Linked DNA regions of Mus musculus: region 1 is linked to region 2. A link is a contact called in public targeted proximity ligation data. All regions are on one chromosome and are shown on one strand. The core of a region is the stretch at or near the end of the contact, and the rest is flanking DNA. Distances in the headings are between cores, read along the strand shown.

Region 1 (6,687 bases), core at 3,642-6,141, 85 kb after region 2:
GTTGGGTATTCACTGCAAAGAGGCTACCAAGAGAGATTTAACATGATGGTGCATGTTTTACAAATCTTCAGTTTCATTGAACGATGTGGTCCAGAAGATTTCAAAGGAGCTATTGGTTACTTACATAATCTGTTCGCTTTGACGGTGGGAGAATGGATGGGACAAATAGAAGAATGCAGAGCAACTGCAGGTCTGGTTTCCGTAAAGTCACTTTCCTCGCTATTTATTCTGACCTGGTGATATCAGGGCTCTTTTTTTTTTTTTTTTTTTTTTTTTTTTGAACAAATGGTATATGATACCAGTCTTCAACTGGGAATTATCCCTTTGAAGTCAAAGCCCATTGTAAACTTACCAGGCCTTCAAATAGACCTTGCTTTGAGTTTCTAAGTGCAGGCTCTAAACCATTGGCAAGATGTCTGGGGTCAGGCCACAGCTTTTCCCTTCCCCGGATCGTCTGTCGCTGGGTCTCTATGGGTGCACCCTGCATCTCCTGAACTCCCAATTGCCACCTAGGTATGAGACAACTTCAAGTGACGAATCCAGCTCGGATGGAAGCTCTTCTTCCGAGTCAGATGACGAGTGTGACACCATTGGGTACCCTCCCGAGGAAGAGGAGGAGGAGGAAGAGAAGGACCACGACACTCGGGGAATGGCGGAAGGGCACCACGCAGTTAATATTGAAGGTTTCAAGTCTGCCAGGGTGGAAGATGAAGTGCAGGTTCCAGAATGTGAGCCTGAGAAGGAGGAAATCAGAGAGAGGTGTGGTACATTTCCCCTCCCCTCCCTGATTCCTTCCATGCGTGGCGTGCTCAGGCAATAGAATTAACTGGTTCAGGTAGTTTGCGAGTATATGTGTGTGTTTAGTCTCATCCGTGTCTCAGAAGCATGCACAGCTGGTCAAGGTACTAGTGCAGGGTACAGTGCCTTTCAGTTCTCTGAGCTCATCAGTGCGAGTGGCTCATGCAGCTAGTCTGTTCGCTGAACTTCGGTAACTCTTTGCTGTCTAGCTTGGCATGTGGAAATGCCGTCTACCTCAGCATCCATTGTTCGAGCACATCACCGTGTATACAGAGACATAGCTGCCCTTTCTGATGACCAGCGCTCTGTTTAAGATTTCAGATTTTTGGCTTGATGCGAATGTCAGAATTGTTATCGCAGGACCATTGTGCAGGCGAGGAAAAGGCATTTAGCCTCAACTAAAAAATGATTAACTGAGAAGGTGATATGTGTCAGGCACTCTCAGCTTTGTTACGCCTTGAGTGATAAGGAACAACAGTAGATGTGGGATGGTTATACGTCATCTCACCTGCTCTGGTTGGCTGAGACACGCACCTTAGAAATGGGCTGAGTTTGCGACCTTGTTAGTAAGGGTGGACCTTTCACTTATAAAACGAGGAAAGATGGAAACGTCAGCGTGGTTTTTTTTTTTTTTTAATTCTGTGAGGTATAAATTGGAACGTTTCAGCAAGCATTTATTCCATTACATTTGTCAAATGGAAGGTCACTGTCAACACAAGGTAAGTGTTTCCAGAGGGTTTGAGATGTCTTCTGAGTTTCAAACAGCTTTATTGAGATAGTTATAATGTCATTTGATTTTTGGCTTTTCGTATGTGTGGGACAAACACTTGAGTCACTAGACATGACTTCACCATAAAGAAATATAGAATATAGTAATTTAAACCTCTCTAGCCTTAAGAGTAATATATGTGTGTGTGTGTGTGTATATATATATATACATGTATATATATATATACACACACATATATATATACACACATATATATATACACACACATATACATATACACATGTTGGAAACAAGGTTGGAAACATGTTGGAAACTGTGTAGTCTTGGCTACACTGAAACTCACTATGTAGACCACGCTGGCCTCAAACTCACAGAGATCCACTGCCCGCCCCCCAAGTACTCAGATCAAAGGCATACAACATCACACCTGGCCAAGACAAGTTTTTAAGCCCGTACAATAAAAAGAATAAAATTTTCCAAATGTCATTTTGTACTGTCCTAAAGGCCAAGCTGATGTATCTGGAAATCACCCTTTGGCAAAGCCCTTCATTGCAGAGGTACCAGATTATTGTCGTGCTGTCAGCCACCAGTGCCTGGAGACTGCTCCGATCATCAGGACCCGCCTAGGCTGGCTCATGGCCCTGGCCTATTAAATGGTTGTGGGCTCTGAGATAAAAATTCCTTTTGTTTTATGGCATACCCTGAGTTTTGTGTGTTTTTTTTTCTCTTCTTTCTCCTCTTTAGGTATGAACTAAGTGAAAAGATGTTGTCAGCCTGCAACTTACTGAAATACAACATAAAGGATCCCAAAGCTTTGGCCAGCAAAGATATGGTAAGTCTGCGTGGTAGGAACAATGCGCCAGCTTTGCAGCATGGCCCCGGTGCAGCATGGTCAGGAACATGGTAGCCTGCCCCTGAGCTGTTGTTGTGCATGCCTCTCCCTGAGCTGCTCATTTCTTGCATAGCCGGTAGGATTAACTCGTTCTGTCCAGCTCAGGGAACATACCGTTTCCCTGAGGCCCAGCGTCCACTCCTTTGCCCACCCTGTACTTTTCTTGTGGTGGAGCCATCTGGGAGGCACATACTTGGCAGAAAGAAAGAGAAGGCTAATTGCAGGCCATCTCCTTCTCTCTCCATGCTCTGCTTCTATCTACAGATCCTTCTGACCCCAAGAGCAGCATCCCTGAACAATCTAAAAAGTAAGCGCGTAGTTTTTAGAAGAAACTTATCTGGGCTGAGGTCAGCGTTCCTTTCCACTAGGAAAGTATATATTAGGTTCTGGTGTGGAATGCCAACGGCCACTATTTTTAAATGGAAAAAAATAACTGCACTGTCATTTCACAGCTGGGTAAATTCAGTAGCAGGTAGTGTGGTGTTTGTGGTTGTCTAACTGGTCAGGAATAGCACAGCACAGGACACGCAGGTACTGCTGGGGCAGCGGCTAATCTGGTGTGCTGCCGGGTGATTCACTCCTGTGCTGACAGCTGGATCTGTAGTTGCTTGGCCTGACCAGGCCTGTGCTTGGCAGCTCCATCTTCAGGACATTGTGAAAATGTGGCTTCTCTCACTAATTTGATAATAACCTGGATATGCGTCTTTGTGTGTCAGCAGGGTTAGTTCATCTGAGGCTGATTCATCTAAGTCAGTGGCTGCTGCTCAGGTGACTTGCAAGGCTCTGAGACTGTGGAGCTCCTAGAACCAAATGAGACCTCAGGAGTTATCTAATCCTAGACACATAGCTGGAATACCGAGGATAGGGCCTGGCATGGTCTGTTAAAAAGCCGGCTGTGGCTGTCACAGGCTTGAACACAAACAAGTACACAGGGACATGTGCCCATGAGACCTCACTAGCCAAACCCAGCCTTAGTATATGAGGCCTTGAGAAATGTGTCTCCAGGGCCTACAAGATGGCTCAGTGGAGTGGGTAAAGATGCTTACTGTCAACCTGACAACCTGAGTTTGATCCCTAGGGCCCATATTGTGACAGAAAGCAGCCAACATCTTCGAGTTGTCCTCTGACCTCCGCATGTGCATCTAACCTGAGTGCACTTGTCCACACACAGCAAATAAAAGTATCGCTAAAGTGGCAGCCATCATGTCGGACTACTAGTGCTAGACTTAGATTGTCCCAATTTGCTCCGTGAGACAGCACCTCACACTGTAGCTCACGTTGGTCTGGAACTTGCTATGTGGCAGCCTAGGCCAGCCTCATCTCCCAGCCTGGTGGGGTAGAAAAGATGGAGTTAGTCGGTCTGGGTCAGGAAGCAACACAGCTGCCGGAGTGCTGATTTCTCCCTAACTCCAATGAACAATCACTGGAAAGATCCGTTAGCTCAGTAAACACAAACAGCTCAAAAGTAGAGACAGGCCTAAGTGTTGACCTCATTATAGATACTATAAAATGAGCGATTTTGTTGCTGGTGGTTTGGGTTTTTTTTTAAGACATGGAAACTAGGATGCAGAATAAGGAAGTTTCTCAGAATCATGCATTCATAAGTAGTAGAGTCTGGCATTGACTCTCTGGGCTCTGGCTCTAAACCCCCTTGCATGTTGTTTCTTAGTGACCACGGTGTGGACGGGGCGATTTAAAACCAGAAGAGGAGAGCTCAAGTTTGTTGTTTGAAGCTGCTCTTGAGGTGCTGGGTTGCAGCAGCTTTTAAAAGCAGATGCTGAGAGTACACATTTTGACTATAAAAGGCCTGGTTGCTTGGGCTTTTGGTTGCACGAGAGAGAGAGAGAGAGAGAGAGAGAGAGAGAGAGAGAGAGAGAGAGAGAGAGAGAGAGAGCTATAAATAGAACTAACAGCAAGTTGGTGTTTTGGCAGAGGATCTGTCTGAACACCCTCCAGCACGATTGGTTCCGAGTGTCCAGTCAGAAGTCCGCCGTGCCAGCCATGGTGGGCGACTACATCGCCGCGTTCGAGGCTGTCTCCCCGGACGTGCTCCGGTACATCATCAACATGGCGGACGGCAATGGCAACACTGCCCTCCACTACAGCGTGTCCCACTCCAACTTCCAGATCGTCAAGCTGCTTCTGGATGCAGGTACAGAGGACCCTGTTGTCCCCCTAAGGGCACTCAGGTTGTGACTTGTCTTCATAAAGCCGGTTGACCCATACCATAGTTCTTTGGCCATCCTCAAGTCTTTTCATTGCTTCTCCACATGACATGGCAAGAATGTTTGTTCTTGAGTCATGGGTGGGAGACCTGAGGTTCTTCAAGCCTAGGCAATAAAGAAACAGAATCCACATCTATTTTGAAGGGAGTTTGTGAAGATATTCTTGCTGCGGGTCAGCTGTCTTCAAATGAGGTGTACCCCTGCTAATAGCCGTGACTCACACTTGTTCCTTGATGAATCACGCGGGCTGGGCTGGGTTGTTTGGGAGGCAGAGTGTTGCTCACAGGCCCAGAGTCACAGCTTTTGTGCATGTGGCCACTCTGTTTGTCCTTGTACGCCAGCCACTATGTGGCTGTACAGAAGTGAGGAGTTAGGACAGGGACTAGTAAAACCACAGTAGAGTCATCACTGTCCCTGCCCAACTACACGTCTCCAGAAGAATCACAGAAATGAGAGGCAGTGTCTCCCGTTACCGCTGAACCTTGTTAACAGCAGTAGTGGGAACGTGCCATCCCAGAATGCAGCGGTGGGGTCACGTTACCCATGAGGTGAGAGGGCAGGTCAGAAGGGGCCCCTTGAGGAAGGGAGCCTTCAGCTGCAGGTGGGGCAGCCCCCAAACCACTTTCATCATCATAACAGTGTTTTTGACAAGCAGCTAACCCGGAATTCGCAGTAAAGGCTAGTAAGAACAAAATGTCAACACCTGATGTATATGATGAAATTGTCTAGTTTCCTTTACTGTCTCTTGACCCAGTGGCCTGATATGCATCACTCCATCTTGGAGTTGTTAGTACAGAAAAAAAAAAAAAATCCAAGCACACATACGGTTTGTTACTGTTCTCAGTTGCTGAATTCCCTTTTCTTGGGGTGTGGGTGTTGGAGCTGCAGCCTTCTGCATACTGGACAAGCACTCTGACACTGAGCCGCCTCCCAGCACAGCACAGCGCAGCGAGTCTTTCAGTGCCCATGTTAGGGAATAACTCCTTCCATCTGATGACAAGAAGCAGTTACAGGCTCCTTCCCTCCAGACTGTAAACAGCTAGGGATACTGTTAAAATAGGGGCATGGGTTATACCCAGGGAAAGTCAGAACAAAATTTCAGAATTGCTTTTGAAATGGCATCTTCTCTGCTCTGAGAACTCTATAGAGTGGATATCCTGGCAAACTGACTTGCTTCCACTGTTAGATGCTCTTAGGTAATCACTTGGTTTTAGTGCTTACTATTTTGAGTCAATTTTGGGCTCCATGAGATGTAGCTCTGGGGCTTCAGCACTGAAGGAGTGGAGGAGCTCAGATCCTGAGGATCGTGGGTATATGTGTGCACCCACTTTGCCACCACACAGTCTTAGCTTTTTACACAGAGGTCCTTCTGTACATCCCATCATGTAATAGAGAGAGATCCCAAGCCGAGCTTTTGCCTCGTCTCATCTGAAGTGTTTAACTTGGTACTCGCTCCTCTGAAAGCTACTTTCCATTTCTCTCCATCCTGGCATGCCATTAAAGCCCTGGGAAGCGTCTCGAGAATTAAAGAACAGAAGAGATCCAGCCCACGGGGTCTGGTGGTCCTTGGCAGTTTCTTAGAGGACTTGAAGCATTAATATTGATCTTACACCACAAGCCCTAGGGTTAGAAGCCATGTGATTGAGTTTCTGAACATGTGCCTGTCTAGATCCCTCGTTACCGCTTAGGCTTCATAGCAAGCACACTGAGAACTTCCTCCCACACCACCAGGGTGTCACACCATAATCACCCCATCACAAGCAGGGAGCCCTGTGGCCACTTACTGTCCATGTCTGCTGCGGCCAGCCTGCTGGGACAGGGCATTAAAACATTTGTTCCCTTTTTAGTCATTTTCAGAGCACTTATTTCATGGGGCTCTTAGAAACATCACACCTCCAGTGAACGCTAACGGTTCCGGATGGCTCTCCCTAAAGAGATTTCTTTCTTGTAGACGTGTGCAATGTGGATCACCAGAACAAGGCAGGGTACACACCCATCATGCTGGCAGCCCTCGCGGCCGTGGAGGCAGAGAAGGACATGCA
Region 2 (7,058 bases), core at 2,122-4,621:
ATGGCTTTCACTTGTACACATCAATTTTGATTAGGGAAAATTTCATGGTAGCTTAGAAGAACATATAAAATAAACCATGGAATCAGTGGAGGAAGATGCTGGGACCACAGGAAGAGGAAGTGAGAAGGCAGGACAGTGTGCATCGTGTGAGGAGTTGGGGGCATGCTGAAATGGACATCTGCTCTGCTTGCTGTTCAAGGGAAAGGAGGAAGTGGGACCTGATACTCAGTTAACAGGGCCCTTGAGGTTCAATGGGCACCAACTCAAGAAAACCACAGAAAGTTACCACACGAGAGGGCCATGCTACAGCAGGACACTCTGAGGACAGCTGGTGGCAGTCCCTGCTGGAGATGGACAGAGATGTCCAGTGCTTTATGGGAAAATGGAATTTGTGCACCCCACTGTGCTCATGTCTGAAGTTTGGCTAATTCTTGCACGGAGCAATCCACATTTCGACGGCTTTCTACTGTTCCCTCTCCTCAGTGTTCTGCATGTAATGCCTCAAAGGAGATTGAGATGGGGGAGGGGGGCTTAGCCTCTGGGAGTTGCTTTAGAGATATTCTTTGGGTCCTGGGTCTGTCTATTGCCTCTCCCACTGTTCACTAGGTGGCAGTATTAGCAGCCTTTTGAGGAATTCGATTGCATTGTGACTGATTTTTTTTTTTTTTTAAAGGCAGGAAAGCCACTTAAAACCTCATGCTTGAAAGAGTCCTCTTGCGCTTCCTCCTTCCTCCTTTGTTTCCTCCTGGGTGGGAAGAGTTGCTGCTGGGGCAGCTGCGGGCACCTCTGGATGGCACGGAGGTTTAGACATGGCTTTACAAGAAGCTACTCACTGTAGTGTGTTCCACCAGCTCAGGGCGAAGGCTACCATGTTCCCAGCCATGTCCCTTGCTGCTTTCTCTTTGAACTTTTAGACCAGGGCAGGAGTGATTGACAGTCAATTAGAATAATGCCAATGTTATTATAGTTAATCAATAAGATGTGAAAATTGCTTTATAGAAACGGATATTCAGGGCTGGAGAGATGGCTCCGTAGGTTTGATCGTTTTCTATCCTTGGGCTTGTGTGACTATTTCTCAGGCAGAAGTTGTTGCTAGAGGAAGAATATTTAAGAGGCTCTCAGTAAGCAGTTGGTTGATTTGGCTGTTAGTCTCTTTACTTCTCTGGCTGATCTGCATTGGGGCAGTTTTAATGCAAGCCTCTGAATACAGGTTAGGTCAGCACACTACATTAGGCCTATGACACCGGGAACATATTTTACCTACTCCCTTTGATGTCTAAAGACAGAAAACAGTGGCAGAGAAGACACCATCTGGCGCGTGACTGACTAAACACACACAAGGAAGGGAAGAGAAAATAGGGAACTCTGCCTCCGGGTCTAGGAAAAATTGGCCCACTGCTCTTCTTTGGATAGCAGTATGTAGCCAAGGCTAGACTTGAACCCCTAAGCTTCTGGCATCCACCTCCCAAGAGTTGGGATTATAGACAGGAGCCAATATGCCCAAGATTGGAAGGGGAGCCAGACTGCCGTGTGAGTGGATGCCTCAGACAAGCCTGGTCAGGCCGAACAGCCCACAGAGAGGCTCACATTGGAGGCCAGCAGGAGCTCCTTTGTAAGCCTGATTCCAGAGTTGCCTCCTCACCCAGCAACAGCACAGCACCACACCCTGACTGACGCTGAAAGAAATGTTGTTTAACGCAACCATATATTGGGCAATAAGGAGGACCTTCTCAGGTCTAAGTAAATTTAGAACTTGTTCGGATTAACAATACCTTTTCTCCCCTGCTTTGAGCCAGGGTCTCTCTCCTGCAGCTCAGATTGGCTCAGTCTCAGTATGTAGCCAAGGCTGGACCCCTCAAGGTCTCTTGCATCCACCTCCTGAGTGTTGGGATTATGGGCAGGAGCCAACATGACCGGCTGTGGGTTTTCACTCCTAGACTTTTCATTTTCATCTAATCCCCAGAGTGCTCTCATTGTCAGGTAACCCACAGGGACTCAGGGAAGCCTTTGGTAACGAGCCAGTGGTTTCTTTGGATGTAGTTAATGTTAAGTCATTTCTGGAGCAACTTGAATTAACCTTGGTGGATCCTGTGCTGGTTGTTAAAGTAGGCATTTAACTGTTAAGTTACTATCAGGCTGTGTAACTCAGATCTTTATGTTAGTTTACAAACCCTTTGTCACTTCTCATAGCTGGCATTTCATCTAAGTGTGATTTAGCTTCATGTTTTATAAAGGAATACTCTTTATTTATATTTTCTTAATACCAAATGTCACCATGGGAACTTTACGGTATATAAGCCATCTTTAAGGACTGTGCCCATTCCCTTATCAAGTTTATATTCTACAGGTAACACTTGATAAATGAAACCCAAAAGCTAAGAGAGGTGGGGAGGCATGGCCAGCATCTAGTGTTCTGGTTTTCATTTCCTTTATTTTCTCAAAAATGCCCGCTCTTATTACAGGAGTTTATCTGAGGGGTTTATTCCTATCCACCCATTTACTTAACCTACCTACCCATCCATCCATTCATCCATCCATCCATCCATCCATCCATCCATCCATCCATCTCTCCACCCCAGTTTATCAGTTCCCCATGTTGGAAACACCTAATATTAATCGATATAGTAATTATGCCACACGTACCGCAAGTTTAGTGCCTTTGAAAAGGCAGCAGCAGTGTCTGCCTTGTCCCTGCTGAGCCTCAGTTCTGCTGCTGGAGAGGCCCGGTCTGTTGCAGGGCATTTTTGATTTACGTCGATTTGCCTCTAGTTCTGGCAAGAAGCAAATGACCAAGGTGGGCTCCATGCTTGGCCTTCAGCCTTCCTCCTGGGATTGGCACGTGGCCCTCCTAACACTTCATAGTGAAGAGTTTACAGTATATAAGCCGTCTTTAAGGACTGTTCCCATTCCCTTATCAAGTTTATATTCTACAGGTAATACTTGATAAATGGAACCCAAAAGCTAAGAGAGGTGGGGAGGCATGGCCAGCATCTAGTGTCCTGGTTTTCATTTCCTTTATTTTCTCAAAAATGCCCGTTCTTATTCACAGGGGTTTATCTGAGAAATAATTATCTTATCTTTCTGTCCAAAGAAGTGGGGGACCTAAAGCTGAGCTCTGTTTGTTTTGGAAGCCAGCCTGGCAGGCAGAGCCAGCACCACCCTTAACAGCTACTCAGTGGCGATAAGAAGCCAGCCGTTCTTGTCTCATCTGGCTATGGGAGATGGGTGGTGGGGGGTGGCATGCAAAAATGGGCTGGTAGGAAAAACTACTCGCAGAGCTTCTGTTGTTCCCACCGTAAGTTAAGGCAGGAGGTGCAGCCGCCTTCGCCTTCACTCTGTTGGCGCAGACTCAGATCAGCCTTCCGGGTCTTGGCGGGTGCCCAGACTCGATTGGAAACATTCTTCAACTGTCCACTCTCCCGTTCATGTCTCTCCCGGGAGCAGGCTTTCCTTAGACATGCGGCTTTCATAAGGATGAAAACACACATTTATAGAACGGAGCATCTTATAGAAGGGGAGTGTGTGGGCAGAGTGGCGGATGAAATGAACTCTTGGCTGTTGTCAGTCAACACACTTAGGGAGGGAACCAGGCTGAATGCAGGCAGTTGTCAGAGAAGTAAGTGTGGCCCACCTACTCCTGATGGAGCCCACCCTGCACACATGAAGTACTTGCAGTACTGCCCACGGGATTCCACTTCCTTTGGACAAAGCACAACATCACTGAGAGTAGCTAGCATGCACGGTTTAGATGGCATCCCGGGTAAAGCTATATTCATTGAGAAAAGAAATGAACCGTGTTCTCTATTCCAGGTCTATTACCTCCCAGTCGAAATATTTATCAGGACAAAGTTATTTTTCAGTAAAGATTGCTTTTCATTTTGAGACAGTTGAAATGTTTACACCGAGAGCTGCCGTCAGTTCAGAATCTGTGACTCTTTTAGAATGAAGGGAGCCCCAGATGATCCTGGCAGCTTTCCAGCATTCAAAGGGATAAAAGCACATGACGATCCCAGTCATTTTACCTGCAGTTTGTGGATGCCTGGGCAGACTTCTCTGTCTGCTTTGCAGTCATTACTAAGGGTTCTAGATAAAGCATATTCCTAATATTTAAATGTTGAAACATTAGAATGTTGAGAATGTAATATAATTTTAAGACACATAAGACCGACTCATCCTTGGTTGGTATAGTAGTTACTTTTTTTATTGCTGTGACAAAACAAAATACCACAAAACAAAATACAGCCAGTGTTGTCTGAGCAACTTACAGAAGTTGGTTTGGGTATATGGTCCCTGAGAGATGGGCTCAATACAGAGGGCAGGGGGTGTGACATGAGGCAGGTGTGGCAGTCCAAGTTGGAAGCTGAGAGCTCCTGTCTTGAACCACAAGCAGAGAAATCAAACTAGAATTGGCAAGAAGCTTTTAATCTCAAATTTTGCTCTCAGTGACATACTTACCCCCCTAAAACCTCCTCAGAACAGTGCCACCAAATGGGGAGGGATTGAACAACCACATTGTCAAATGCCTGAGACTGTGGAAGCTGTTTCTCACTCATATGGGTGTGTGTGTGTGTGTGTGTGTGTGTGTGTGTGTGTGTGTGTGTGTATGTGTGTGTGTTGTTTTGTTTGTCTGTCTGTTTGATCACAGCTACGGTTCAATGGTTTAAGCCCTTTTGCTTTGCTATCAGTTGTCTAGTTCAGATGCAGGCCAGCCAGACAACTTTCAGATGCACTGGTATCTAAGATGATCTTACATTTCTATTACCCAACGCCACTAAAAAACACCTGTGAATTCCTACCTTGTCTTAGAGTGGGACATTCACTCATAAATCACCTATCATTCAGCAAGTGGGGTTTTTTGCATAATAATCACTAATCTTTTCCGTATGTGTGTAATACTGAGGATTGAACCCAGGGCCTTGGACATACTAAATAATTATGAGCCTGACTACTGAGCCACAACTCCAGGCCATTGATAATAACTTTTTGAAGTTAAATACTGGATAGAGGAGAATTCGGAAATACAAGGTTTAATGAGATAAGAAAAAATACCTTTTTCAGGGGGAGGGTGGGGAAGATTTTGTGTTTAACCCAGATAAGCTTCAAACTCTCGTGATCCTCCTGCCTCAGCCTTCTAAGTGCTATGAGTATAGGTATGTGCCACCATACCTGCCCAACACTCTGCTGTAGCAAGAGCACCCCGTGGCTCACCTGGACGTTAGTCAGCGTTTGATCACCCAGAGCGAAGCGTTTGAATCAGGCTTCCTAACTCCTTACCTCTCATCCAGAAAGCCACACTTAAGAGCCAAGCTACCAAAACATGTTCAGAAGTCAAAAGTACTCACTTTCTGTTTTCAGGTTCCTTGCCTCAAATCCACTTGCCTGTTGGGGACTGAAGGGGGGTGGAGGTGGGGGACAGGAGTCCTGTGCTATGTAATGAAACCTTTCACTTTGGAGCCTCAGCTTATACGGGTAACAGAGCAAGTCACAGTTCTAGGGTTTTCTTAATTGGGGTTCCTTTTTCTCTGATGACTGTAGCCTGTGTCAAGTTGATAGGAAGTTACCCACTGCGCCTATCTTGCACCATGTACACAGATGAAAGACTTAACATCCCTCAAAGCAGTCACTTTACAGGGGAGCGTACCGAAGAGAGAGTGACGGGTGAATGAAAACATGTTCAACAGCATCTGACCTCAGAGAAATGCAGATCAAATCTACCTTGAAATTTCACTCTTTCCAATGACTTTTTTTTTTTAATTTTGTAATTATATTTAGGTACAGAAAACTTAGTGTACATTTAACCCACTTTAGTGGCGAGTTCTTTAGCCTTTGCGTTTTCCAGCTTGGCAATGCGAGCCACAGACTTAGGACCCAGGACGTTGCCTCCCCAGTGGTAACAGATCTCGTCATATCTGTCATTATAATTGGTCCTAATAGCTTCCACCAGCTTAGCCAGAGCACCCTTGTCTTCCGAGTTAACCTGTGTGAAGGCAACCGTGGTGCATGTCTTCCTGTGGACCAGGTGCCCCAGCCTGGCCTTTCCCTTGATGATGCAGTAGGGCACCCCCATCTTTCGACACAGGGCAGGTAGGAAAACCACCAGCTCAATGGGGTCTACGTCATGGGCAGTCACCACCAGCTGAGCCTTCTTGTTCTCCACCAAGGTGGTGACTGTATTGACTCCTGCTCGGAGGACAGGTGGCCTCTTGGGACGTCGCCTTTGCCAGCAGCTTTCTTCTCAGCACGGGCCAGTAGCCTTTGCTTCTTCTCTTGCTTTGTCTCTGGCCTGTACTTGTGGGCAAGCTTAAGCAGCTGAGTAGCTGTCTGCCTGTCCAGGGCCTGGGTGAACTGGTTAATGGCAGGAGGGACTTTGAGCCGCTTGTAGAGGATAGCTCTTTGCCGCTGCAGCCTGATGTAGCGGGGCCATTTGACGAAGCACGTTAAATCTCTTTTGGGCTGGATGTCCTGTCCAATGCCGAAGTTCTTGGGCCTCTTCTCGAACAGTGGGTTGACCACCTTCTTGGCCTCCTGCTTCTTGACGACGGCGGGGGCCGGGGCCACCTTCTTCCCCTTGGCCTTCTTCCCTTTGGGCATCTTGCTCGGCTGCTGGAGCGACTTTTTTTTTTTAAAGGTATTAGTGAAGGTGTGTGGCTCTTAGGAACTATGAAAGTTAATGCAGTCACTATGGCAACAGTGTGAATTTCCCCTAATAGGATACAGCAATTCTCCTTTTACCTGTTTATCTAAAGATAGAAGACATATCTGTATCCCTATGATAAGCAGATAAATATTCATAATACTTAAGGTATTGGTTCAACTAAGGTATCAATAAATAACACATTTGGGACAGTATGTTTGAACTTGAAAGATGCGGCAGTACATGACCCAAGCCGATTCCAGAAAAACAAATACTATCCAGTTTCCCATGAGGAATCAGTAAAGCAAACACTGCCCCACCCGACCCAGCGCATACAAGTCTGTATGGAAGAAAAGACTGCTGGGAGATTTGTCAAAACGTAGCTTTCTGTGCATTTCCCAAGTCCTTATCAGGCAGGCCCCTG

Evidence for each region.
Region 1: a contact with region 2 is called in a targeted proximity ligation map of heart atrium, with 11 read pairs. A contact is called at or near these places in 18 of 484 Hi-C or Micro-C datasets (B cells, the Ba/F3 cell line, CD4 T cells and 7 more), 11 of 130 datasets of targeted methods (cardiomyocytes, embryonic fibroblasts, embryonic stem cells and 8 more) and 2 of 9 other capture datasets (adipose tissue and pancreatic islet).

The regions. Positions count from the first base shown.
Region 1 is chr19:25,423,625-25,430,311 of GRCm38.p6, forward strand. Kank1 (KN motif and ankyrin repeat domains 1) reads left to right here. Exons shown (of 14, transcript NM_181404.6): 8 at 514-759; 9 at 2,273-2,360; 10 at 4,353-4,572; 11 at 6,597-6,687. Among named protein-coding and RNA genes, the nearest start is that of Gm52392, 26 kb to the left of the region's middle.
Region 2 is chr19:25,340,615-25,347,672 of GRCm38.p6, forward strand. All of the region lies in intron 3 of Kank1 (KN motif and ankyrin repeat domains 1), which reads left to right. It also overlaps the pseudogene Gm34432. Among named protein-coding and RNA genes, the nearest start is that of Gm52392, 57 kb to the right of the region's middle.